Regions from separate parts of the Mus musculus genome. Here all the other regions are linked to region 1. The links are chromatin contacts, called in public HiCAR-type and promoter capture Hi-C maps. All regions are on one chromosome and are shown on one strand. Each heading gives the region's core, a stretch centred on a gene start, on an enhancer-like site or on the middle of the called end of the contact. The rest is flanking DNA. Distances are from core to core; before and after follow the strand shown.

Evidence for each region. Promoter capture Hi-C pulls out the DNA fragments that hold promoters and counts their contacts. HiCAR-type assays count read pairs that join an accessible place to other places.
Region 2: a promoter capture Hi-C map of pre-B cells shows a contact between it and region 1. The contact joins the promoter of Enox2 here to the promoter of Mbnl3 in region 1.
Region 3: a contact with region 1 is called in a promoter capture Hi-C map of hippocampal neurons, with 2.4 times the contacts expected there. The contact joins the promoter of Ccdc160 here to the promoter of Mbnl3 in region 1. A contact is called at or near these places in 2 of 39 promoter capture datasets (hippocampal neurons and liver).
Region 4: a promoter capture Hi-C map of pre-B cells shows a contact between it and region 1. The contact joins the promoter of Kis2 here to the promoter of Mbnl3 in region 1. A contact is called at or near these places in 2 of 39 promoter capture datasets (cranial neural crest and pre-B cells).
Region 5: a contact with region 1 is called in a HiCAR-type map of astrocytes, with 5 times the contacts expected there. The contact joins the promoter of Gpc3 here to the promoter of Mbnl3 in region 1. A contact is called at or near these places in 1 of 39 promoter capture datasets (hippocampal neurons) and 1 of 115 datasets of contacts at active chromatin or transcription factors (astrocytes).

Annotation. Positions count from the first base shown.
Region 1 is chrX:51,203,055-51,208,347 of GRCm38.p6, forward strand. It overlaps Mbnl3 (muscleblind like splicing factor 3), which reads right to left and starts at 2,936. Exons shown (of 8, transcript NM_134163.5): 1 at 2,720-2,936.
Region 2 is chrX:49,285,723-49,291,015 of GRCm38.p6, forward strand. Enox2 (ecto-NOX disulfide-thiol exchanger 2) reads right to left here and starts at 2,520. Exons shown (of 16, transcript NM_001271447.1): 1 at 2,379-2,520; 2 at 1,123-1,182. It overlaps Gm39513 (a long non-coding RNA gene), which reads left to right and starts at 1,194. Exons shown (of 2, transcript XR_882305.2): 1 at 1,194-2,568.
Region 3 is chrX:52,788,788-52,794,080 of GRCm38.p6, forward strand. Ccdc160 (coiled-coil domain containing 160) reads left to right here and starts at 2,413. Exons shown (of 2, transcript NM_001034059.1): 1 at 2,413-2,538.
Region 4 is chrX:52,743,008-52,748,300 of GRCm38.p6, forward strand. It overlaps Kis2 (Kaplan integration site 2), which reads right to left and starts at 1,586. Exons shown (of 1, transcript NR_003188.1): 1 at 1-1,586.
Region 5 is chrX:52,611,456-52,616,748 of GRCm38.p6, forward strand. Gpc3 (glypican 3) reads right to left here and starts at 2,519. Exons shown (of 8, transcript NM_016697.3): 1 at 2,178-2,519. The coding sequence starts at 2,349. All of the region lies in intron 4 of A630012P03Rik (RIKEN cDNA A630012P03 gene), which reads left to right.

The sequences.
Region 1 (5,293 bases), core at 1,686-4,185:
GCAGAAAGTCACATTTTCATAGGAAGTCTCTGGTCTCATCCCTACATAAGGCAGCAGGGCAGTGACTGGGAAATGTTCTCACACCTATAGTGCTGTGGCCCCGAGGTTTAATACTTTCACTTTTTATAATGATGTCTCTGGCCCAAAATCATTCAGCCACACAGCTTATAGACCTGAAGACTAGGTTTGGGATCATTAAAAAAATGAGAACTTGATGGTTGTCATCCTTCCTCTGCAGATATCTATTGCTCTCCCTCTAGCACCTCCTTTCTCAAATGTGATGGCTTCCCATGGGTCTCTTCGAGCAGTGTGGAATTACTAGACAGTAAATTCCATTGTTAGCAGCGTGGGTCTTTGTTTCTAGGTAGACTGTAGAAAACCTGCACTAGACTTTAGTAGGTGCAAAACAAACTTTCCCCTCCTTTCCAGCTTCTATTGCTTGGAAGAAGTGAAAAGCACACCGAGTACAATAGGATCAGCTGGGTTATAGACAGACGTCTATTTAGGCTAGGCTTAGAGAAGTGTTTCTAAATATTTGGGAAAAGCATTTCCCCAAAGCATTATAAATTAAAAAAAAAAACAATTTGCTTTAGTATTTAATGTCTAATGGACTAAATTTTGCACAGTCCAAAAGAAAATGTGCCTATGATTCAGAAAAAGCCAAAGTCTCTGGTAAGGGTCCTTGTCAATATGCCTTTCTTCAGAAATACCTGGATCAATTACATTACGTGTCGGTGTCCAGTCATTGGTTCGGGTGCATCAGCCGTCTGTTTTTCAGTAGTCACCCAAAGCCTTGCTAATTAAACCAACATGTCTGCACTGTGATCAGTCACCAATCATTTCAAAATTAAATCTTGCAGCAGCTTTATTTTAATTGATGTTTTCCCAGGAACTTTACCTACACGTATGGAAAGGCTGTGGGGGTCAGAGGCCAGTTTAGAAAGAGCAATTAAGAACATCTAGACGAAAAGAACTCCCTAAAACCATTGGAACAAAATATTCACATCTATGTGTGTGTTGTGTGTGCTTACTTATCAATAAACAGTGTCACATAATCTACGTGTGCCGAAACCAACAGCACAACTAATGGCCTACGGTTAAACTTCAGTAGAACCCGTGTTTTAATGTCATTTTCTTATCACAGAAGCTTTTTTTTCCTAGTGCTAAAAACTACAGCTGCCTTTACAATCCTTCCCTATAATGTAGAGCCATCATGCCATTCAGCTCCAGGTGGTAAAAGCAAGCTGCCCAAATGTATTCACACAGGGAGGGAAGAGATGCAATGCAGTTCTGCGGCCCTGCTAAGGCATCCCATGGAAATGGGAAAGTTAGTTAGAGAAAGCGTTTGCTAATGACAAGCCATGCAGGAAGTTCCTTTATGTTAAAAAAAAAAAAAGGAAAGGTGGGGGTGAGAGGAAGGAAAGAGTAAACGAGGAAAATCAAAGGAAAAAAGAAAAGAAAACAAACAGGGAAAAAAATAAACCCACGCAACAAGTTGCAGTCAGTGTTAAATTGCCTTGTTTGCGCGGGAGTAGAAAAAAAGTTTTAAAAGCAGCGCATTTCATCGGTGTCCTAGCAAGGCAGCCAGTTTCCTAAACCCAAACTCATCCGCAGCCTTACCTTCCGTCGCTAGCTCAAACCCAGAGGCTAAGGGGCCCCTGTTCTCAGTGGCAGCAGTAGGGGCAGAGGCAGCAACAGCCGCACATGCCATCTGTTAGCGGGAGAAGCAAAAAAAAAAAAAAAAAAAAAAAGCAGCGCTGCGCTGCGCTAGGTGGCCCCGGTGCCGGGCGAGCCTTTAGCAGGGGTGTATAGTGGATGCCGCCATTTTAAAGCGAGGTTCCTGAAATCCTTAGATATAGGCAAATTAAAGCTCGCCCCACCTCCAGAACTTCAGGGCTGGGACGTGCTACCGGGCCCCGAGTCAGCGGCAGCGGGGTGTACGGTGTCAAGTCCAGCAACACGCGCTGCGAACTCCGGGGACCAAGACCACGAGCCCAGAGGTGCCATCCACCTCCGCCCCCACCCCACCCCCGTCCCCAGGCCCCCACGCTTTTGCCTCAGGCCTAAGGAGACCCTAGTTTGTGGGGTGCCCTCGGTAATGGGGGAGTCCCCCCAACTCGGCCGGCTTGCTAGGGGAGGGGCCCGGGAGCACGCCCTCCCCACCCCCCGCGGTCGCCACCGCTTGGTTCAGTCCACTCGGAGCACACCTCCGAGCGCCCCAGCTCCCCAAGCCGCCGCGGCGCGCGCGGGCGGGCGGGCCGGCGAGCGGGCAAGCGGGAGGGCCGGCCGGGGCAGGCACGGGGCTCCTGCCGCCGAGGCTCGTGGTTGCTGTGGCAACCGGCCCTCATCCCACCCCCACCTCATCTCCCCCAAACTGGGGCCCCTAGTTAAAGGCGTGCCCTAAGTTCTCCCCGGCACCCCTCCACCGTGCACCCCCACAACACACACACAAAAGTCCCGCATCCCTCCCCCCCGCGCTCCCCCGGGCTGACCCCGCTGGCTCTCACTTTAGCGCTCGGCCATTCGGGAGAGACAATTCGGATTTTAGGCGCCCGCAAGGCAACTCACGCCAAACTCCTGGAGTCGCCGGCAATCGCCGCCCTCAGCCGCCCCGGACCGGCCCCGCCCCGCCTGGCCAGGTAGCGCCACTCACCCCGCCTAGCCGTCGCCCCTCGCCGCCACTGCCACGGCCACCGCCCCCGCCACCGTCCAGCCTCACCTCTCCGAGTGAGCGACTCCAGCGGCGTCTCGCTGCGAGGACGCCACGCGCAGGAACTCCCCCGTGCGGCGCTCGCTGCCCCGATTCCCGCGCCCCGGCCCGGGACCGTCTTCCGCCTCCTTGCGGCTCGCTCGCAAAGAGCGCCAAAAAGTCGCGCTCCTGCTCGCGCTCCGACTGGGGGCACTTTCTTCCTGTAGGACGCACTTGCGTCGTGAAATCTCGTCTTTGTGAGAGTCGTACCTTCGCGCTTGCTTTTCCCGAGACTGCTGGCGTGGGCTTTATTCTCAGGGGGTGTGGCGCCTCCCCCCACCCCACCCCCAAGCCCCCAGCTTGCACAAGCCCTCGCCGAGAGTGGCTTTTGTCATTGCGTTATTAAGTATGTGTGTGGGAGGGGGGATGGGGGCAAATCATAACGTTCAGGATGTTCAGAAGCAAAGCCGGCGGGAAGCATGCACACGCCACCCGGGTCGGGAGCGCGAGCCGGCTCTAAAGTTTCTAGAGCTTCAGTGACTACAGTGCCAACTAGACAGGCAATTGTAATGCGAAGCTATAGGTTTCTAGACACTCCCGAGACAGGTGAGGTGTACTAGAAAAATTCCAAAATGACTTTGATCAATACGTATTTCAACTCGTGGAGGGTGAAATACTTACCGTTTGCCTTCCGGGGTCTCCTCCCTTCCATAAAACGCCAGATCTTTTATTTCGCTCCAAAAACTTGAGAGAAGAGAACTGTTGATCAGAGGAAATGCTTCCCCTACTGCAAGGGAGTTTACCGGGTAGGAGGAGCCCTGAGGTAGGGTTCCAGATACTTCTGAATGGAAAATGGACAAAGCAAAGGCGGTTTTATACTTGGGTTTTAAAGTGTGCATCTGGACATCTAAATTACAAGTTTCAATTTAATGCGAGCGTAATAAGAGCACCAGCTGTCTCTTAATTGGAGCCCCACAATAATAAATGCGTGCTTTTATTTAATTTTATGAGGACAATTGTAGATGATAACACACACACATGCAGGATCGTCAACGAGGATCTCGTAGCAATTCATGGCTGCTTTCCTGCATGCAATCAACTGCTTCAGTCTAGAACTCAGCTCTATAAGCTCCGCACAAAGTGCAGAAGCATTGCAGGGCATATTTAAGTGGCAGTTAGGTTGTGGAGTGAAGTGAATTCTCGGGCTAATTATACTTTTTAATTCTGCCCAACTGATCCAAATAGAATTCAGCTCATTTTAGGCAAGAAATCAATCTCTGTGTGTTAAATGCAAAATAATCAGAGTACGACAGCAATGGTTAGAAGACTGGGCACAAACTGCCCCTCACATCATTAAAATCTGCAATGGCATTTGGCAAGAACTGGGAAAGTCACCAGGACAATGTACAGGGATCATGTCAAACACTTGAGAGTTATGGCCAGGATCCTAACAAGTCAAAATAAGGACTTCCTGGTTACCTCATGAACTCCTAACTACTTCTCCCACGCCTTCTTTCATACTTGCCAAAGTCCCTGCACTACTGTAAAAAAAAAAAAGTCAAACTTGTCTGGCATATAGGAAGTGGTTTTGCCAGTCCACGAGCCACCACCAAACTAAAGAGGTGTTGGTTACTTCGAGAGACTGGAAGACAGGCAAGGCAGTATAACTTTATGCCCAGTGACCCAACAAATGAGGAGCTGTCATGTCAGTGACTCAACAAAAGGAGTCTTTATACTAAACTTGGGCAACACGGGTCCCTCACCTCTGTCCACCACTGCAATCCAAGACTCCTGCGGGACCCACAGGTTTTCCTAATAACCACCCACACAGACAGGCCCACTTTCACTGTTGTGGAGTTGCTAGAACAATTATTTCCTTAGGAATGTGCGGTACACTTCAAGGAATGTTACCCATCTAGGGGACAGCATGGTTTCAACATTGTCTCTTGCTTGAAAGGGCTGGCCAGTGAAAACTGCAAAGGAGATTTTACTGTTTTCTGGAGAGAAGAGTAACCTTATAAACAAATTCTAGCCAGTCAATAGTCTCTTTGGCTCTTCTCAGACATGGTTAGAGGAACATCGCCAAAGAAAAATAGGGCCGTGTCCTCACAATACTCTAGAAGGTCTCTTACCATAAATGTTTGTACATTCAAGTCTCATAACACTTCCATCTGCTCCTCATTTGCATTTGGGATCTTCTCGGCATCATTACCCTGAAGGATCTTCAAAGGTTACTGTTTGATTCAAAATTGTCATTCCTGGCCCTTTGCCCCACCAATGAGTCAAATGGGGCTTGTGAGCGATTCTTTACACATACCTTGGGAACATTCTTTTGACGCTTTTGCTGCATTTTAAAACTACATAAGGTGAAAACTGGGGCAGCCTCAAGTAGCGTCTTCTTCCAGGAAAGTATATTTAACTTTGACTAATGTAACAGGAAAAATTCTAAAACTCATATAATAATTTCATATTAGAAGGATTACAATAGTCCACAAACAAATATAGACCTATTTTTTAAAATGCTGGATAGGCAAAGAGTTAAAAATCTGTAATGTGTTAGTGTGTCATGGTTTTAAGTTTTTTTTTACAAGTTCTTATTATATT
Region 2 (5,293 bases), core at 1,270-3,769, 1.9 Mb before region 1:
TTGGACCTTCCTTATCCTAGACATCTGTACCCAGCTGTGACGAACTGTTCACACTCTACTCTTATAGAGACACACATCGTTCAGAGTGATTCCTTTATCTCTAATGGCTCCTCTCTACCCTTCTTTGCCCTGCAAACTCCTTATTCCCTCAAGGCCTGTCATGTCACCTCCTCACAAAAGACGTTTCCATAACCTCCTCCTCTGATTAGCTACTCTTTCCTCACCATATCACAATGCTGTCTACCTGTTTCCATTCTCCTACAATCTTCTACTCCATGGTACCTCACAACTGTGGTCACCTAGCTCCCCGAAATCCAGTGAGGGTTCAGGCCTTGTATTCGATTGTATCTTCTTGTATTTCACGTGTACTCGGGTCCCAGAGGACATCTAGTAACCTGGGTCCCCTTGAAAAAGCTGAAATGAAATAAAACCCAAAGAACTGTCTACACCCAAATGATGTAAAGGTTGGACATAATTTTTTGTATAGAATCATCTAATTTAGAAAAAGAAACATTGACTATAATTTTGGCAGGCATAATCAACTATGGTTATAACAGTTAATCTAATGTGGTATTGGCAACGACTTTACAGCAGACACACTCTGACACAAAAATCCAAATGACTCATTTGGGTTTCTTCCAGGATGAACAATTGTACCTTAATCTTTCCTTGCCACAGTTGGAAAATCATGAACAAAAATACACATCAGAACTAGGAAACCATGGGCGAAGAGCATGGGCGTTCAAGTCAGAAGTTTGTACATCAAAACTCCACCTCGATTATCTCTAATCTATTTGTCTTTAGATATTTGCTTAAAATACCCAGTTTAGTTTCTTCTTCTAGAGAAATAGTGGAAATAATAGTACATATAAGACTCTCAGACAGTGTCACTAAGTGCTTATGATTCTTGGACATTATGTGGGCTCAATAAATAGGAGTCAATACTGTCTTCTAATCAGATGGTTACAATTCAGGTATTCTGCTACACAAGGACAGCAAACTCATTTCTTATTATGTTTATGGCACTTTGCTTTCTAATTGACAGATACAGGTTGTGGCGAAGATTAGCCACAAATAAAACATCTACAAGACAAAAGTTTCTCCTTATATTTAAACTCACACCTGGAACATACCACCACACTTCTTTGTGTTCTCCAAGAATTGATCTCAAATCAGGTTCCCCTAGGATGAAAAGGAAAATCACCCAGTCTTAATTTTTTTGTCTTTAATTTTATTCAATACAGAATAAATTCAAACTTTGCATATTCTTCTACCTGTCATGTCACTATGATCTCCCAATATTATCCTAGTATTATCTCCCAATATATCCCTGCTGATACCTCTTCTAGAACCATGTGTGCCTCTGTCATACACTCCTTCCTTTTCCATCCCCCACTTCTTATTCGCCAAGTCCTGCATCATCAAGAAGCATTTTCTTCCTCTTATGCTCCTTTTGAATCTCTTTTAAACCACTGGAGCCCAAATGAAAGGCAACCTCTTCCACAAAGCATACTAGGATTGTTCTAAGGAAAGAGTAAGTTTCAAGACGTCAGGAAGCTCTGAGTTAGGCTAGAACTTTTACAAAGCAGCCTCTCAATTCTATCTATTGGTGTTAATCAGATTTTGCTGGAAGCCCTTAATATGCTCCAGGTTTTTAAATGGTCCAATTTGCCCTCTACCCTCACTAGAACACTGTACTGAACCTTAATTGTGTATTTCTCAAAAGTAAGATTCTTTTTTTTTCTGCTTCCTATCCCTTCTGGAAATTGAAGGACACCTTTTCCACTCCAATGACTAGTTGAAAAAGGCCAGTAAAAAGAGATGAGCCAAGAGAAAGAGATTGAGAGAGAGAAAGAGAGAGAGAGAACACCTCATTATCAGGAAGCAGAAATGGAAATTGACAGAAAATCAAGCCCTGGGTTTAGCAAGGAATTTCCACTCGCCTAGAGGAAACGGGGGTGCAGGGTGGGGTCGAGTGGGGTTTGTGTGTGTACTTGCAGTGGTAGGTGCTCAGAGCTGAGCAACAAATTAAAGGCGGGAACAGAGCACCCAACTCCTGCCTGAAGGGGAATCCAGATGCCACTTTTTGGAGGCTCTCTCATCCTAAGAAGGAGCCTGCGCTGGGTGGTGGGGAGAGGGGCGGGTGGAGGTAGGAAATAAGAGAAGAGTTGGGAGGAGGGGGGACGTGCTTGTGCTTTGGATGCTAAGGCAACTGGTGCCTGCCCCCCAACTCCAGTCAAGGCACCCACCACCCATGAAGAAGCGGGCTGGGCGGAGTTAGGCGCCAAAGATTGCGGCCCCGGAAGCACCCTCCTCCCTAGACCCCCTCGGTCCCACAGTCCCCGGCCACTGCCACTCGGGCTTTCTGCCTCGCTGACCTCCAGCTCCCCGGCTACCGAAGCGCTACTCCTTAAACAGCCGCGGAAAATCGGACCCGCTCGGAAGTTCCTGGACCCGGAGTGCCCTCAGGGTGGGGTGTGCCCCACAACTGTCTTCCCAACCGTGCACCTTCTACTAGATGGCCTAGGCCAGGCAATGGGGCCCAATAGCTGGACTCTAACCTACCAGGTGACTATTGAAGCCTCTCCCATTGGCTAGGGCATCAGAGAACCGCGAGGCCCGAGCATGTGTCTTCATGGGAAATGTAGTTTGAGGTCACAGGAAACTGTTATTCCTCAGAAGTATCCAATATTTGCTTAGGTATCAAGGGATGCTAGAGGATTCTGGGAGATGAAGTCAAAATGCTTTCTTCTAGATACCCACAATTCCTCTCACACCAAGCTTCCTGAAAACCCTGAGTTGAAATACAGGACAGTGTTATGGGTATTGTAGTTTAGTGTGCAAGGACCCTCAAGCTTAGGTATAGAGAGCTTGTAGAGACAGATAAATGTTCGAGATTCTTTTGAATACTAGAAAAGTATTTATGTTTTGAGAAAGAATGTTTGCATTGCATTATAATTTGACATTTTCATTTGAAGTCTGAGTATGGTTGATTTTTTTGTTTAAGGAAGAATGCTGCTATCTAGCCTAGAACTGGCTTTGAATTAAGAATCCTACTGCCTAAGCCTCTTCAAATGCATAATTAAACACATGTGCTATGAACATATACATTTCCGTTTTGTTAAGATTAAATTTTTAATTAAAAATATACCTTGTAAAAGTTTGCCTTTTGTTAGAGTCATTAGAAAACTAGGTACTTCTAATTGGGAATTATATTTTCCTTTAGGACTTGTCATAATTAAATATGTAAATGTGATGTGGAGATACCAAAAGAAATCTACTAAATAGATAGGCAGTTAAGCTGTATTCTTGTATTGAAGATTGATGGCTTTGCCATATACTAGTATAATGCTATAGCTCATAACAGATGCACAATACAACTAGAAAAATATCTTACATATCTTCAAGAAAACATCTTTTAAGTAAAACTATGTAACAAGAGACCAGTAAATAAATGGGTGGATAAACACCAGTAGACCCAACTTCATAAAAGACACATTAGATCTAAAAACACATACTAATGCAAACACATTTAAAGTAGGTGACCTTAAAACCCCACTCCCACCAAAAAGCAGGACGAAAACTAAACAGAGAATTTCTAGAGTTTACACAACATCAAAAATCAAATAGACTGAACAGACATCTACAGAAATTACACTCAGACACTAAAGAGTACATATTCTTCTCATCAGCCCATGGAAACTTCTACAAAATTAACATGTTAGGACACAAATCAAGACTGAACAAACAAAGAAAAGAAAATTTGAAATAATATCCTACATTTTATTGAATCACAGTAGAATAAGGGTAGATATTAACAGCAATAGAAACTATAAGAAATACACAAACTCAAAAAAGCAAAACACACTACTGGATGATAATTTGGTCAAAAAACTCAAGGAGACAAATTTTTAATTCTTAGAATTGATGGAAAAGGAAAACAACACATCAAAACAAATAGCACATGATAAAGGCTAGGCTAAGGGGAAGTTTTATAGCACTAAGTGCCTACATTAAAAGCAAAAGAAAACAGAGAGCCAGGTGTGGTGGTCCACATCTTTCTCAGTACTAAGGATGTAGAAGCAGGCAAGCCTCTATGAATTCAAAGTTTGACTGCTTTTCATAATGAGTTCCAAGCCAGCCAAAGATACATAGTGAGACTGTGTTTCAAAGCAAACAAACATTAAGGGATTGTAAATTAATTAAAAGAAAGAGAAAGATGATACAAATTAATAAAATTAGAGATGAAAGGGGAGAAATTACAACAGATAGTGAGGAAATTCAGGGAATCATGAGGACATTACAAATTCGTGTTCCACTAAAAAGAAAAATCTAAAATAAGTGGATAAACTTCTAGATACATATGACTTACCAACCTTAAGCTAAGGTGAAGTAATATAAAGAAACACATAGCAACCAATGAATTATAAGCAGGAATAATAAATCTCCCTGCTAAAAAATTCCCAAGACCAGATAGATTCAGCACAGAATACTACCTGTCCATTAAAGAAGAACTAATATCAATACTCCTTTCATCATCCCATAAAATAGGGAAGGAAAGAACGTTTCCAAATTATTTTTATAAAATCAGTGTTACCCTTATTCTAAAAAGGTGATAAATAAATCCAGACCAATCTCCCTGATGAACATAGATGAAAATACTCAATAAAATATCTAGATAGCTGCCCATCAAAAAGTTATCCAGGAATACTAATCAGGTGTACGCTCAGTGATTCATTAAGTATATCTGATTGGTCCCTTTATATTACTTACTTCGTTTTAGCTCGTTTGGTAAGTCATATGTATCTAGAAGTTTATCCACTCATTTTAGATTTTTCTTTTTAGTGGAATATGAATTTGTAAAATTCAAGAGCACATCAAAGAGTTCATCCACTACCGCCCAGCTGGCCTCATCCTAGAGATACAGAGATGTTTCAACATATGTAAACCAGTAAATGTAACCCATGACCTAAGGAGACTCAAGGGTTGTAACCACATGTTTTCTCACTAGATACAGAAAAGGCTTCTTATAAAATCTAACATCCTTTCATGATAAAATTCTTGGTGTGCCTACCACAGTCAATATCATGCAAAACAGAAAAGACCCAAAGCATTTCCACAAAAATTATGTAACAGACAATGATGTCCATGCTCCCCCTCCCCATTCACATAGTGCTTGAAGTCTTATCTCAAGTAGTAAGAGTAGAGAGGGGGATAAAAGGGATACAGACAAGACAATATACTAATTAGGGGCATATAAAGAAACAAGACCAATGGGTATATGTGTGTGTAT
Region 3 (5,293 bases), core at 1,163-3,662, 1.6 Mb after region 1:
TTACAGCGGACAGTAAACTGGTGTTTAACTTTCATATTCGTCTAAGATGGTTGTAGTATTGAAAAATGAAATTTTCTGTCCCCATAATTCTTGACTGTTTGCCATTTGATACTTCTAGGACATGAAGGAGTAAGACACATTTGAAACACAGACCAAGGTAATCTTCTCCCATCCTCCCCACCCTCCCCCCAACCTCAGCTCCACCAGGAATATAGTAATAGGGTGGAATTACTTTAAAAGATTTGCAACTTCACATGAAATAAAGGTTTGGCATGATTGATCTTAAGATTCCAAATCCTGTTTTCCATCAGTGTAGTCATATTTACATTTTTTAGGATAGTAATGGAATTATGGAGCAAGATAATGATAGCCACAATTTTTTTCCTGGGGGAGTTACTTCGTCCTGTGCTGTTCTAAGGACTTGAAACTGATTAATTCACTCTTCACAGAACTCTTATGAGTGAGATACAACTACTTCCATTGCGCAAATGGGGAATCTAACACATAGAGCAATCAAGAAAGACTCCTTTATTTTATTAGTAATGGATGCCATAGCAAGCAGAAGTAAATGGAGCCCTTTGAAGACAAGGAAAGCCACTGATTAAAAACGGGGCAATTTGGAAATTTAGTATCAAGAAGCTCATGGAATCCCACAGGCCAATTCTGTCAGGGTCTTTAATAAAACACACAGTGACATGAGACATCTACCTTGTTGACTTTGGTTCTCTAAGGAGGCAAAGGCAGCCAGAGAACAGGGCCTGGGGGCATCTGAATGCAGCCTTGCCGGTTCCCAGACACCTGTTAGATCCGGTTCCCAAGGTTTGAATTTTCAAAAAGTAGCTCCGGTATTGTTCCCAAGTCACTCACCTGTTAGGTCTTTTAAATTAGATTGTAACTTTTAAAATGAACTTAAACCATCTTTCCCTGGAGACCCCAGAGCCGTCATTTCCCTTTCTTTCTCTTGCTATCTGGTGCCCGCAAAACCCCGTGTTTCACAGCCTCCAGTCTCAGCCCGGCATGGGCTATAAAATTTACACTGTGCAACCGACTAATCAAAGCCTGAGGAGACCATTTATTTGTTCCACAAAATAGCATGTTTAGAATAAATAATATGATTAAGGAGGCGGGGTTTTGTCACCCAAGAAACCCCTCGAAAGTTGTGAGGAAGCTTTAAAACTTAAAGAGAAAATTTGGGTGACTGGGGAAAGCGAGTGATTTTTTTTTTCCATTTTTTATTAGGTATTTAGCTCATTTACATTTCCAATGCTATACCAAAAGTCCCCCATATCCACCCACCCCCACTCCCCTGCCCACCCACTCCCCCTTTTTGGCCCTGGTGTTCCCCTGTACTGGGGCATATAAAGTTTGCAAGTCCAATGGGCCTCTCTTTCCAGTGATGGCCGACTAGGCCATCTTTTGATATATATGCAGCTAGAGTCAAGAGCTCCGGGGTACTGGTTAGTTCATAATGTTGTTCCACCTATAGGGTTGCAGATCCCTTTAGCTCCTTGGCTACTTTCTCTAGCTCCTCCATTGGGAGCCCTATGATCCATCCATTAGCTGACTGTGAGCATCCACTTCTGTGTTTGCTAGGCCCCGGCATAGTCTCACAAGAGACAGCTACATCTGGGTCCTTTCAATAAAATCTTGCTAGTGTATGCAATGGTGTCAGCGTTTGGATGCTGATTATGGGGTGGAGTGATTTTTTTTTTTAACCCTTGAGTATAGTGTAAACTAGTTGTCCTCAACGTTTTTACATTCAAATGGGTTCAAGAACAACTTAGGCAAATTCTTGAGTGATAAATGGAGACAATATGGATGGAGAGACAGGCCTCATTTTTTACACAGGTAGAGCCAGGTTCTGACTCAAGGTTCTTTTTAGTGCTTTGCCTAATGTAGAACTTCTGGCTAAGCCATTGGACTGACCTTCGACAGGTACATAAGGTAGAGATGGGGATATGATGCAACTCCCACATTATTAGCAACCCTGACTCCAACCTAAGGTCTTCCAAAGCGAATCCTCCATAACATCCTGTTACTAAATACCAAATCTAGGGGATTAACCCTATGCAACTGCCTCTCCATTTCTCCACAGTCGGTGGTCACATAGCCTTGAGAATCTCCCACATCTAGTCTAATAGTCCCAGCGGTGCATGGGTTTGCCTAGCATTTTCTTGACCTTTCCTATTCTGACTCAGCGTCTTCTCCCTGCTTTCCTATCTCTTGCCTGGCAGAAGCCACCACAGTGGCCGCCCTACCGGGCATGCTCAGTGCTCTGGTCCGGCCTTGACTCCCTGACTAGCAGCAGTACTCAACCTGCAGCGACCGGTTCCTTCAGTGCCCGGTCCCTTTAAATCCATCCGCCTGGTTGCTAGGCAACAGTGCGGCCCGCGCTGGAGCTGCACTGCAGAGGCTCTGCCCCGGGCCAGCCTGGCCGGGTCGTGGTGGCTAGCACTGAACAAGGGGCTGCCTCCTGTCGGTAGTGACCGGCTTCGGGGAAGAGTGGACAGGGCTCTCCAACCGCACCCGCGCTTCCAGGTATGTCTGTGTAAGGGACATCCCGGGTTCCCCTGGCGCGCCCCTCTTTACCCCCTGACTCTCCCAGCAAGAGGGCGGAAAACCAAGGAAGTCCCAGCAGCAGGTTTTTTTTTTTTTCTCTTGAGAGCCCCAGGCTGGAGCTAGCGTGTGTTTGGAAAGAAAAGAAACAGGGCGTGGGAAAGGGGTTGTGGACAGAGAAGTGGGGTCAAGCTTATCCATTCACCCACTAGCTACAGGATCTGGACTGGGAGGTGAAAAGAGTCACCTGCAGTGGGGGTTCTAACAACATCTTGTTCCTGGCCACCTTCTTTTCCATAGAAGCAAGGATGGCAGGAGTTTCAGTTAACCATTCACAGAGAAAAATCCCCAAACTATGCATATAAAGATACAGCTTTATAGCAAGAATGTGACTCCCATAGTAATAAAGTCTAAGCCTTGGGAACTCAGGGGACTCCGTATCTTTTCTTCAAGAAGGGATAATTTCACACTAATAACAAAGAATTGAGGATCATAGCCACACACAGTGCTGAGTTTTCGGTGGCACTTTGTTTCTCTCTCCATATTGCCTAAACAATAGAAGGGACATTCTGTCCAGGGAAGTGGGCACTTGACCCATATGTTAGAACCCTGAAAGATGAAAGCAAAAAAAAAAAAAAAAAAAAAGCGGGACCATTTCTCTGTGTCATGTTTTTACAAATTAACTCTACTCGAAGGAGGGAAGCCAGGCCTAGGTTCCAGCCCTGTGACTCTTGGTAGGCACATTGTAATCAGCAAGCTTCTGTCTCCACCACAGGTGGCTTGTCTGTTCAATACATGCTCAGGGTAAAGAGATAACCGTGGTGAATGCAGTATCAGTGTGGTTCTTGCCCCACTTGACATTTGTATTGCCCGAGGAAGGAAGACGGTAGCATAACACTTGGAAAAATGGGCTGAAAACTTAGAAAGAGAAATGACTTCTGTCTGGTGCCACATTGCAGATAGACCCACAGACATTGTAGGTGTAGCATCTGTGACTTGAATGGACACTTCAGAGAATAACATGGGTTTGGGACATTCTTTAAATTATATTTCCTGTAGGGAGGTGGGGGTGGTGGTGGTGAACTGTTTTTTCCAGCTCAAGCTGGAGGAGACCAGTGACATCCGGTCTAAGACCTTGGACCTCAGGAAGGGTAAGTACAGTTGTTCTGGTTGTTATCTCATCCTGGGAGTTCAGAAGCTCAGAGTCTTGCCCAACATAAACCTTCAACTTTGTAAGCAAAGCATCACTCATCCCTGTCAGCACGCTTCCAAGACGGCCTCATAAACGTTCAAAAGAAAAGTGCCCTGAAGACTTGAGCTAAGTCAAATAAACTTCAGGGGAAACATGAAAGCCCTTGCCTTAAAATGTCATCCCGCGAAGTTCGTAAGCTAGGGAGGACAGTAGAGATTTTCCTTTTTCCTTCTTAAAAACAAAACCCCAAAATAACTCAGTTAAAAATCATTGTTACCAGATACCAGTGTGACCAATATACTTAGCTTCAGGTCTCAATGCTCACCGATGGTAACAGAAAAAGGGAATATGACAGATAGATGTGAAGTGGGGGAGAAAAATGAATTTACTTAATAGTTTTGGAGAGAAAAATCTCTGCTTTTCCCAAACAAAGCCAGTGTGACAGGTTCTAGACACAGCAGGGAATCTCCATATGTAGATTTAGCTGTGAGCCCCAGGTTACTGCTGTCAGGGATCAGAGTGCTTGAGGAGGGCCATTTGCTGTTAACCACCTGTGAAGTAGGTTCCTTATCCCGGTTCCTTACCTTAAGAATCTGCAGCTTCCGGGAAGGCGAGTCTTGAGCGGTTCTGAAAGGTGAGCAGCAGCGTAGCTTGCCACAACCTGCACTTAACCCTTTCTCCAGATTTCCCCTTTCTAGCCTGCCCTCAATGTTGTCTAGTAAGGCATAGCTGGGGCTGCACACAGCTCACTTGGGGTTTCATTTTGTTACTGAGTGGTTTTTTACAACCTAGTGAAAGAGGCTGGGGAATGAAAAAGGTACCCTCAAGGAACCAGGTCAGAATCTTCTGCTTCCTGCCGGAAAGCAACGGGAATAGGGGGAAAGTTACAACTCTTTCTTACTTTTTTTTTTCCTTTTTTTGAGACAGTCTCACTCCGTATCCCTGGCTGCCCTTAACTCATTATGTAGACCAGGCTATCCTTAATTCACTATGTAGACCAGGCTGGCCTCAAAATTACAGAGATCTACCTCCTGAGTACTGGGATTAAAGGCATGCACTGCCATGCCTAGCTGAGGAAAATATTTTCTTTTCCTATTTTGGCTGAGCAGTTTTTTTTTTTCCCCTTGAGAGTCAAAAGAGTGGAAAACATCCAAAGATAAAGAGAGGGGGCTTTTTGGGCTGAGGGGTTGGGAGGATTTTGTTCTCATCTGATGGTCCTTGGGCAATGACTGAAAGTCAGGACTTGTTTTGTTTTGTTTTTCCACACAGACAGGGTTTCTCTGTGTAGCCCTGGCTGTCCTGGAACTCACTCTGTAGACCAGGCTGGCCTTGAACTCAGATATTCGCCTGCTTCTGCCTCACAAGTGCTGGGATTAAAGGTGTGCGCCACCACTGGACTTTTTTTTTTAAGACTAATTTATTTCATGTGTATGGGTTTTTGCCTACATGCACAGATATGTGCACCACATGCATGCCTGGTGCCATGGATCCCCTGGAACTGGTATTACAAACAGTTGTGAGCTGCCATGTTGGTGCTGGGAATCG
Region 4 (5,293 bases), core at 336-2,835, 1.5 Mb after region 1:
TTTGGGGAGCCACTCGGAAGGTCTCTATGTTTGATTACATGAAGCATCCCTGCCCCCAGCCCATTAAGAGAAAATGATAGAAATTTCAGAGCCGCTTTAAGAAACAGTTTTACACTCTTCACATACCGCACAGATGGCCTAGAGATGTCACATTTTCATCTATTTCAAAGGGCTCTACTTCTGTTTAAACATTTATGGACCCATTTTCTCCATTAAACCTAAAGAAGTCAGATTAGCTCTTTGGCTTCATGTCATTATCTTCCACAGGAAAAACCTCTCTCATTTCCAAGTGTGTATCTTACCCAGGAAAATGCTGCAGAGGACAGTCTGAGGGGTCACGAGCTCCCTCCCTCCCATGATGGAATGTTTGTGTTGATGGGGGGACACCAATAAACTTCAGGGACACAAAACTTGAAATGTGTTCAATGAGAAAGGATATTTTAAATGTTGGAACTTTTCGAAGCCACTTAGTGACTAAGATAGTTCTTAAAACATTTTAAATATAAATTAGCAAAACTTTTGAAGTAAATATGAAATCTGCTTCCTATAGTGCAAGTATTGGCTTATTATACTTTTCTTCTTGAACTGGGTTCCTACAACTAGAGATTTTTGCCTCCACTAAAAATATATTACAAAACCTGACTCAACTTCGCAAAACCATACCTCAGCCCTCCAGAGAAAGCTCCTTCTAGCTAATACCTTTCTTTAACACATCTGCTCTCCATCATATATACTAGAAAGTCGCTGTACAACTTCTAAAATTGCAAAGAGGACCCAGTCTTTTACCATTTCGGGATTTTCTCTGGTCTATTCCCGCATCTTCAGCAGCGGCTCCAGTAGAGATCTGTGAACCTCCTGGGAACGCAGGGTGTGCTCCAGCCAGTCATGCCACGCGCTTAGGTCTTCAAGACACCTTAGCGGCCACCAAAATTAAACAGAAAGAAACAAAGCATTATGGGAAACGGAGTTCTCCATTCAAAGCCCCCAAAACGCGCCAAGCTTAAGCCTCTCCCTCCATTCTCGGGTTGGTGGGAGGGAAACCAAGGTAGGTCGGGAGTCCTCCCGCCCCACACCCCACGTGCACCCTGGCATTTGACCACCCACAAGTTCTCCAGAAACCTTCAGAGCAACAAGGGAGAGTCCTTTTCTCACGAGTTGCCTGGCACCCCTCAACTACACTCAGGTACTTTGCTTTTCTCAAGTCTTGCCAGCTCCATCCCCTCCCACCTTAGTTAACTCTCTGGGATCACAGCTGCGCCCGCGGAGGTACGCATCTCCTGGTCCAGTCATCCAGAACAAGCGCGTAGGGGATCTGCCAGTGACCCGCCCTGGCAGGTGGCGCGCGCGACCATCCCGCTGCTGTCCTGCCTGCCAGGATCAGGGAACCGCACGCATCTTCCTAGAGCTCCTGGCCCTCTGCTCTCCTAGCTGGTGGAGGAGGGAGGGCGGCGAGGAGCCACGTGCAGGAAACGCGCCCCGGCGGCCCACGCACACCTAACCCCCAAAGTGTCCGCGCAGCACCACTTGTGCACACGAGCCTGTGGCAGCGGTCCGTCACCTCGAGCTGCGTCCCAAAGCCCGATCCCTGGGAAAAGCCCGCCCTTCGCCTTTAATAGCCTAGGGGGGAAAGCCCGCCCCCGCCCACTCGGCCCACACAGGAATTAGGAAATGGAACCCCCACACCGCCCAGGCCAAAGCCCACGGTGCCCCAGTGACACACAGGACCCGCTCCCTCAGCCTTGCCCTTCTGTCCCCAACACCAGAGTCCTTCCTTAATCCAAGCACCCATGGGATGCCAGTCTAAACCAGTGCCACAGTCGCCTGCCCAGAATGGCGCACTCATTACTACCTTGTCCGGTCAGGCTCCTGAAGCGCTTGTCCCATCCCCCTCTGGAGATAGGCTACGAGGCCCAAGCAGTTGTGGGACCCAGGTGTCCCCACGTCCCAACGAGTGCGCGCATGCGCACTACCTCACAGCTAGATTGAAAGTGTCCCGAAAGTCTGTAGGAGAGAAGAAATACATACCCGGCATATCCACTCTGCCCATGTGAAAGTTTTCAGTTCTGGCATGTGAAGCTACTGCTGAAGTTTCACACTTGCTGAACGCCACCTTTACCCTTTAAATCAGTTTCCTAGCAGGCATTATGAATGGTAATGTCCCTTGGGTGCACGCACAGATGCCAATTACCTTGCTTTTCCCCCTTCCACAGCTAAGACTCATTTGAGAGAAGGCTGTTTAAAAGCACATCCCAAGTACAAAACTAAAATTATGATTTAGCGTCAATACAAAATTAAGCATACTAGGAGGTTATGGGGCAAAAAAGGATAACCATACTATACTTTCTCTGCTTTGTTGGAGGGCACGGGTCCAAGAGGATAGATATTTGGTGAGTTAGATGGTGGAAAGAGTGATTGACCAGATAACAAATAAACCTGAAGTTACTGAGCACGCACTATCAGGAGAGGGGACACTGGAAGGGATGAGCTGGGGCTCAGAAACGAAGACAGGTCCCTTACTCCCTAACACTGTTGCCTTGGGTGATTGTGGCAGTTCAAAGCTCAAAAGGGAACAAGAGCACCACGTGAGTTTCAATCTGGTGCACAGTAGGGGTTCAGGCGAGCGGATTACTAAGGACTGAAAGACTCCTAAGACTTGTCTCCTGCTCCCTGGCCAGCGGTGGAGCTCAAGCAGAATTGCAGGCTCAGCTCAGGTCTCAGTGATGCAAAGCACCCTCGTTACTCCAATGTGTGTTACTCCTACAGGTGGGCTGCCTTCCACTTTCAAACACCCGCACAAACAGACCTCCCACCGTATGCCAGAGCATCTGTTTGATGCTTTCTGGAAACTATGCAAGCCCAAATTTAATATCCAATCAGATCTCGCTTGTGAGAGTTGCATGGACTGCAATCCAACTTTGGACCTTTAAAGGTAGCTAGTGATGGAGAGGTGTGGAAACATATCTCAGACCCTCTTTTAAGAGACATTGTATTAAAGCAGGATTTAAAAAAAAAAAAAACCTCAATGAGCTCAAGCAAAACCTGGGGGAGGGTTGTAAAAGTGGCGCGAAGATAATATCACGTGGTCGGACCCCAGGATGTCTCCTTCCCCTTTTGTCACCCCCCCGGGGGGGAGGAGTTGGGGAGTTACATCCGCTTCTCGCAAATTATTAACATAATTAATTGTGCCCTGCAGCTGCAGTGGGAGCGCTGGGAACGAGTAAACACATTCCCTTGAGCATCAGAATGAGAAAACCCATTACCCCGATTTTGGAATATTTTCCCAAAGAAACCTCACTACCAACAGTCACCCGGACTACGCGTCTTGGTTAAGAGACAGAAGAGAGCTGGAAGAGATGAAAATATCCTATGAGATGAGTACAAGTAGATGCAGCCTGCCTAAAATGAAATTAAGAGGATGGTTTCAATGCCGTGGTGAGGGACCCCACTTAAGAATTTCCAAATTTTAACAGTTCATTAAACAAACTATCCTCCCATGGTCTTCCCACCCCCACCCCAGTTTTCAACCCTCTCCACCCCTCCCTTCTAAAGTCAGAACAATACCCCGAATAAGGTATTTTAGGTAAACTTTTCCAGGATATTTTCTTGTTTTTGTTGTTGTTCCTTTGTTTTTAAGTTTGCACTATATAGAATGCCTGGATCGAGTTCCTCAGCTAGAGAAAATAATTTCTTCCATTTCAGTTATTTTCTTGTGCAGGGAAAATTTAACTAAGTACAAGATAGAGATTATAGAAAACTAGGGCATTTTAACACACAAAGTAAATTATTTTTGTCTTTTGCTATTACAAAAAAAAAAAGTAACAATCAGCCAAAATAGCTAGAGACTCAGAAAAAGCAAAGGAAGAAAAAGCAACTCACACACACACACACACACACACACACACACACAGAATCAGAATAACTAACAGCTCAAAGAAAAGCATGTGATCCCTTCTTGCTTTAAAACTTGTGGTCATGCTGAGGCTAAAAGCTAAGAGCTTGTGACCTTGCAACCCTGTCCCCTCCCCCAGACCACAGCCCAGGGCTTAAGGCTCCAGGCTCCCACCAGGCTCTGGCTTGCTCTCAGTATTGTGAGACAAACAATACTCTGACATTCTGCAAAATAAAAGACCCACAGCTCCTGACATCCCCCCACCAAGTTACATCACTTACTCCCAGCTGGATCAGTATGTGTCTGTACACAATGCGTATACATGTCTATGTACATATGTACATATCCTATAGCATACATGCCCACACAGAAATCCAAATATTCTGTAAGAGAAAAGTATGGAAATTGGCCAAAGGGAAGATGAATCTGTTCTCTTTTATGAGCCTAAGAATTCTAAGCAAAACACTAAGTTCTTGCCAATATTTTATGTTAATAGTAGACTTAAAAAAATAAATACCAAAACTATATCTAGCATAGTATCCTACCCCCAGAGATACTTCAAGCTATTCTCTGCCTGAAAGGGAAAGGGACATATATTCTTCTGTAACCATCTCTAGACTTAATTGTACCAACATAAACCAGCAATGTCAACTACTCTGAATTTTAATACCTTTAAAAGTACTAGTAATTGACATTTTTATCTAGTTTAAAAATCTTTTCATTTGATTTAAAAATCATATCAAGTGGCTCTGCTAGACTTAATGGTTTGTATCTTAGAACAAAAGGTCCCCATGGAAACCAGAAAGTAATTTAAGAGTATTATGTTCCTCCCACAACTAGAATAGAGCTATTGTTCCACGTGTATTTACTACTTTAAAGTTTTGTAGTTACTCTTCCAGTTGAGGTCTCTTGTCCCCTCAGAAATTGTGTGTCCTATTGAAAAAATGTGTTTTCTATACTTGTGCCTTATGTATGTGTCCATTTTCATGCTCCTGAGGCCAAAATCAAAGCCAGCAAATCAGGACACCCATGGGATTTTTTTAAGAGAGTAGGATTCCAGGAAAAAATATTTCAAATGTTGTTTTGCTATCTGTTCCTGAAGCAGAAACTCTGAATTTCTTACAATTTTATCAAATTTGTCTTTACAGGTTTTTTTTAGAATCTACAGATTCTTTGACTTACAAACACTTTATAATTTTTAAAGCCTCATCTTGTCTTGAATGGCAAAAATAACAAAGAAAATCAACCTGAGAATTCTCTTTGTAGTTCTTGGGTACCAAGCAACAATTTGTATAGGAAAAGTTATATTGCCAAAACATAAAAATTGGGGTTCATAGTGACTATCTAAGTACTATTTTTTGCAACAGCACATATAACCAACATAAAATAAGCAATATACTGTTA
Region 5 (5,293 bases), core at 1,269-3,768, 1.4 Mb after region 1:
TCACGATATTTGAATTTGGGACTTGTTTTCCATGTTTGCCATCTAAAGGTGCGGGGCACAACTTAATTTTTTTTTAATGAATTGTGCTGGGTTTATATGGAAACAAATAGAAAAGTGCTTCCTCCTAGAGTTTGAGAAATAATACAGGAAAAATTCTCTAAGACAAATAAGTCTCTCTATAAGTATGATCATTCTTAGGCTGGAAGCACGCGAGGCAGGAAACAAGCCCTAGCCAACTCTCATAGACACAGTGTGTGGGCCTTCCCAATACTTTTATACAGATGTAGCAAAGAGGCAGGCAGCCAGAGAGCTGGGGGAAGGAGAGAGACTAGCAAGCTAACGCGCGCCTCTCTCTCTCTCTCTCTCCCTCTCTCTCTCTCTCTCTGTGTGTGTGTGTGTGTGTGTGTGTGTGTGTGTGTGTGTGTGTGTAAGAGGATTGCTAATAACTATCTAGATGAACTTTTCTCGGTACCCCCTTCTTTAAGCACCATTTTACTTCCCTTTGCATCAGCCAAATACTGCCCAACCCCAACCCTGGACCAATTCATCTTGTGGGGGCTCAGCCTGTAAGGACCAATTTTTATATTATCAACAAAAGCGTGTTCTCTAGCCTTAGCAATCTAATTACCATGGCACTTCCAGGGGAGAGAGATTCGCCCGTTGTTTCAGCTCTGCAGAACTGATTCATAGGTTGCCCCTTACAGCTCTTGCACACGCCCACGTGGTACGTTATTAAGACTTAACAGTGGAAGAGGTAGTTCTACCCTCCCTTAGAGCGATATCCTGCAAGGCAATATTTAACATATGCGCAAGTGCATTTCAGTCACCAAAAAAGGGTGACCAATTACCTTTGCAACTAAACAGCAGGCTCACTAGCCTCTTTTCATCAACCTAAAGAAAAGGCTGAGGGCGCGCTGGCTGCCTAGGTAACCTCCTGCCAGTGAACGCTCCCTGGCAGCGCCCACAAGGCGCGCATACGCATTCACAACTTGGTCCAACGATCCGGCCCGCCTCCCTGACTTGTTGAGAGCCACCAGCCAAGTTGTGGCGAGGCTTGTTCCCAATGTCTCCCAAGCGCGGGATGAGCGCCTAGCTGGATGCACGAGTCTTCGGAAGGAGAGCCTGGAAGCCACAAACGTCTGTGTGCAAATACGGCTGGCTGCTTTCTTCCAAGCGCACCTCTGAAAAATTAATCTTTTCGAAACCCATTCTTCCTGCACGTATTGTTAGTATAGCAACTTGCCCTGATTGGATTCTAAGGCAGGCGTTAAGCGCCCAACCGCTGGACAGTCAATCACACAAGGCAATTAATATTCATCTGTTGACAGCGGCAGCCCTGAGCTAAGGTTAAAATATGCCCCTACAAAATGATCTGATTGTGCAGAACAAAAGGCAGGCGCTCTGAAACTTTCCTCTGCCTAAAATCTTCTCCTCTTCGGGGTCCAGCCTGTCAAGGCAGATGAATTTGGGCGGGGGAGGAGTCAAATCCTTTTTGGATTCGTGCTCCGTAGGCCAAGCACCGCCGATTTTTAAAGAGATTTGCCAACCTAGATAAGGGAAGCTGTTTTGAAGGGAAAGGCTCAGTCTTGCACGTTTTGGAGGACCCTCCTACTCAAAAGTTTCCTTCACTGTGTCTTCTCTAGCCTCTGAGGATTCAAAGATTTGTGCTCAACTTTGCCTGCACTTGGGCCCGGCCAGCCTCGGGAACCCAGACTGGGGAACGGAAAGCATGGGGGGACACACGGTGGATAAAGTGTGGCCAGAACTACGGGTCCAGCTAAGGCAGACGTGCTAGTAAGGGAGATAAATTCCCGAGTCACAGTCTTCACGTTGTGAAGCCGGTTTGCTAAGAGCAGAGGGGAGCCAGCTCCCACCTTCCCGCCCTCCCCCCCCCAAAAAAAATGGGCGCTAGAAAGGCGATCTCTGCTGTTCCTCGCTCTGGCTTGCACAGTTCCTGACAGCAGCGTGAGCCCGGGGCATGTGGACAGAGTCCCATACTGTGCTTCCCTCCCTTGGTAGATGGTCCAGGCCCCAGGCACAGCAACCATTCCCAGGTATCCTGCAGCAGAGAGCACGGCCGCTGCGGCCCCACCAGGCTAGCGCGCTCTGGGAAGAGCCACCACGCGCGCCTTGGCTTTCCACTGTGCGCGGGGAATGCTCAAGGGACCCCTACTCACCTGGTACAGGGGTTTCTGGAACCCATTTGAGTCCGGGCTGCAGTCTCTGGAAGAAAGAACGGACCTGGTGACAGGTGGCGTCTGGAGGCGGCGGGGGCTGCGCCTGTCCCAGGCAGCCCAAGCCTAGCAGCATCGCCACCAGCAAGCACGCGGTGCGCACGGTCCCGGCCATCCTGCTTCTTGGGGGAGCGAGGAGAGCACGAGAGAGTGGCAATAAGAGCCGGAGCGGTCCCGAGACTCAGCAAGTCTGGCAGTAGCCCGACAGAGCAAGAGAGGAGCCGCTACCCAGCCGCCGCAAAAGTTTCCTCGCAGCTACCTGGGCGCTGGGCGAGGGCGGGAACAGCTTGGCGGTGCGGGGCGGCCCGGGGCGGAGCCTTGTGGGCGTGGCGAGGAGGGACGGGGCGGGGCGAGGCAAGGCGAGCCGCGCTGCCTGGAGGACGGCGTGGGGTCGTGTAGCTGCTGGCCTGCGGGATGCGGGGCGTGGCAAGGAGCTTAGCTGGGAGATTGGGTTTACCAAGGTGGCGGGCAAGCCTTGGTGGGAGAGGCGCGGGAAGAGGATAAGGAGCGTGTGCGGTGGCTCCCGGCAATCCTGCCCTGACACTCGCTCGCCGCTGCTCTACACTGGGCGCTCTGGCATAACTACTGCAGAGGGGCTGCAGGCTCAGGCACGCTGATTGGCTTCCCAGCAGCAGTCCCCTCTGACTGGCTCTGGGAGAAGTTCCCCAGCCTCACTCCTCCTTTCCGCCTCCCTTTGGCCTACAGCCGGGAGGGCTTTTCCTTTTCAGCCTTTGCAAGCTCTCCATCTTCCTTGGAGTGGAGTGGAGGTCTGCGGTTTAGGTACACACACACACACACACACACACACACACACACACACACACCCGACTCGACCCTAGGCCTTCTCCCACCCAGATCTGGCTCCTTCTGGCCACCAGAGCCCACACAAGGTTTCCTAAGCACAAAATCCCTCTCCTTGCTGTTTTCTGAGAAAGGTTTCTTGGGAACCCTTTCCCAATGCAGCTGTGGCCAAGCCCTCAAAGCCTACCCACAAATAGTCACGTTCCAGAGCGCTGGGGACCTCTGGATTTCACAGCCTGGCTCATCTTTGTACCTAAAAGGTCTGGAAGCCCGTGTAGCTTGCTGGGTCTCATTCAATAGAACCACACAAAGTAAATGTGTGCATGTGTGTGTGTGTGTGTGTGTGTGTGTGTGTGTGTGTGTGTGTGTGTGTGAATTTAGGCACTTGATCCTGATTCCTAGGTGAATCATATCATCTACAGGATAATCACGGGCGACCCTCATAAAGCAAAGTGTAGCTGGTGAGAGTAACTCATTCAGGAAATCATTTTACAGATGAAATTCATTAAGTCATGGTTAGTCTGTTTCATACCTGGAGTAGAGCCCTATTTAGAAGATTTCCTGGATGTCAATCCACGTTTCTTCTACTTAATTCTCACCAATGGAAAGACATTTCTTTGAGAATCAAATGCCCCTTTGAGAAGAAAAAGCATATAATCATTATCTATGCTCTACAGAAATTGAATCATTCCATCAGATTGGTTCTCTTTGTGACTCCACTCATGTGCACACGTAGACAACTTTAGCCCAGTGTCTTGTATGTAGTAGGAGCTCAGTATTTCTACAATTAATGAATTTGATATCTCGGTGTAAACTAGCTTGTTGTCTGATTGTGTTCTTTTTTTTAACTAGACAGAAGTATGCTTGGAGACATAGATAAACACAGCTGGAGGGGGGCTGTGTCTTGAATAGGGGGCTATGAAGAAAGAGAAAGCAATATGAAGGCAACTGAGCAATTTATTCAAGTCTTCATTTGTTCATTCAATAACCATTATTGGAATTCTTACTATGTGCTTGACTCTGTGGGATACAAAGAGAAAACAGAGACACGAAACCCATTCTGTAGTACCTGACCTCAGAGAGTTTCAAATCTAATGGGGAGCCAACAAAGTGAAATGTTAACACATTATGTGTTAAGAGGGAAGATGGAGTTCTGAGGGCTGAGCGGAGGGATCAGAGAAAGTGTCCCAGAAATGCTGATGGCCTAAACTCGGACTTGAAAGCCCAGTAGGGGCTGAGGTGAGAAAAGACTGGGGGAAGGGTGCCCTGGCAAGGAAACGGGGTGAACAAAGAAGAGAGGCCCTGGCATGGCCCATTTGGAGAGTAGGAGGTGCAAGTAATGATTTCAGGCTGAGGAGTTAAAAGAACTAAGGCAGGAGGGAGAGGCGAAGCAAGGGCCAGATTGTGCAGTGTAGAAGCCTGCAGAGGAGTCTGTGGAACCACTTAAGGAAATTCTGAGCATAGGGGTGACATGATCAGATTTGTCTTATTAAAAGATATCCGCAACAGTGTTTCAGAGAATGGTTTGAAGAAGGCAAAAGATTGGAAGCAAGAAGACCAGCTAAGAGGCCCTGAAATTAATGCCCAGAAGAAATGACAAAGGCTTGTGACAAAGGAGTTTTGAAAGGGGAAAACTGTCCCAGAGATATTTAGAAGATAGAATTAAAAGTGCATGCTGATCCAGTGCCTATGGGGGTTGGGTGAGAAGGAGTCAAGGACAGAGGGCTTAGTCACCCCCACTTTTCAACAAACATTTGAGTGCTGCCTATGTATCTGGCATTCTTCTACTTCATAATTCCGCCTGGGGCTAGGCCTGCGCCTGCATTGAACATTTGACAAATGACATAGCCACTTTAAAAGAAACACCAATTAAGAGTCCTAATTTGGCTGGTGAGTTTGATATGTTCCACCTGTGGAGCCCTGTGACCAAAGGGCAAATTGGAAGGCAAGCATTGATTGAATTTCACGACCTCGCAGAGGAAGACATGACCTCCCATAAATTCATGATCTTCCAGAGCTCATGCAACGAACTACAAAGGCAACAGTTGTTTTCAACTACTGGGTATGAAATACCTAGGGAAAAACGTGGCTATGCCTCCTTTTCAATCTGTGCTTTTAATATAGAACATGCTATGCATAAACTAAAGCACTGTTTACAAAATGAAGTGTGGATCCCTGGATTCAATGCAGTGGACCCACAAACTTGGGTTTATTGTCAAGAACTTTATTTCAGTGGGTTACAAACTGTACATATAATG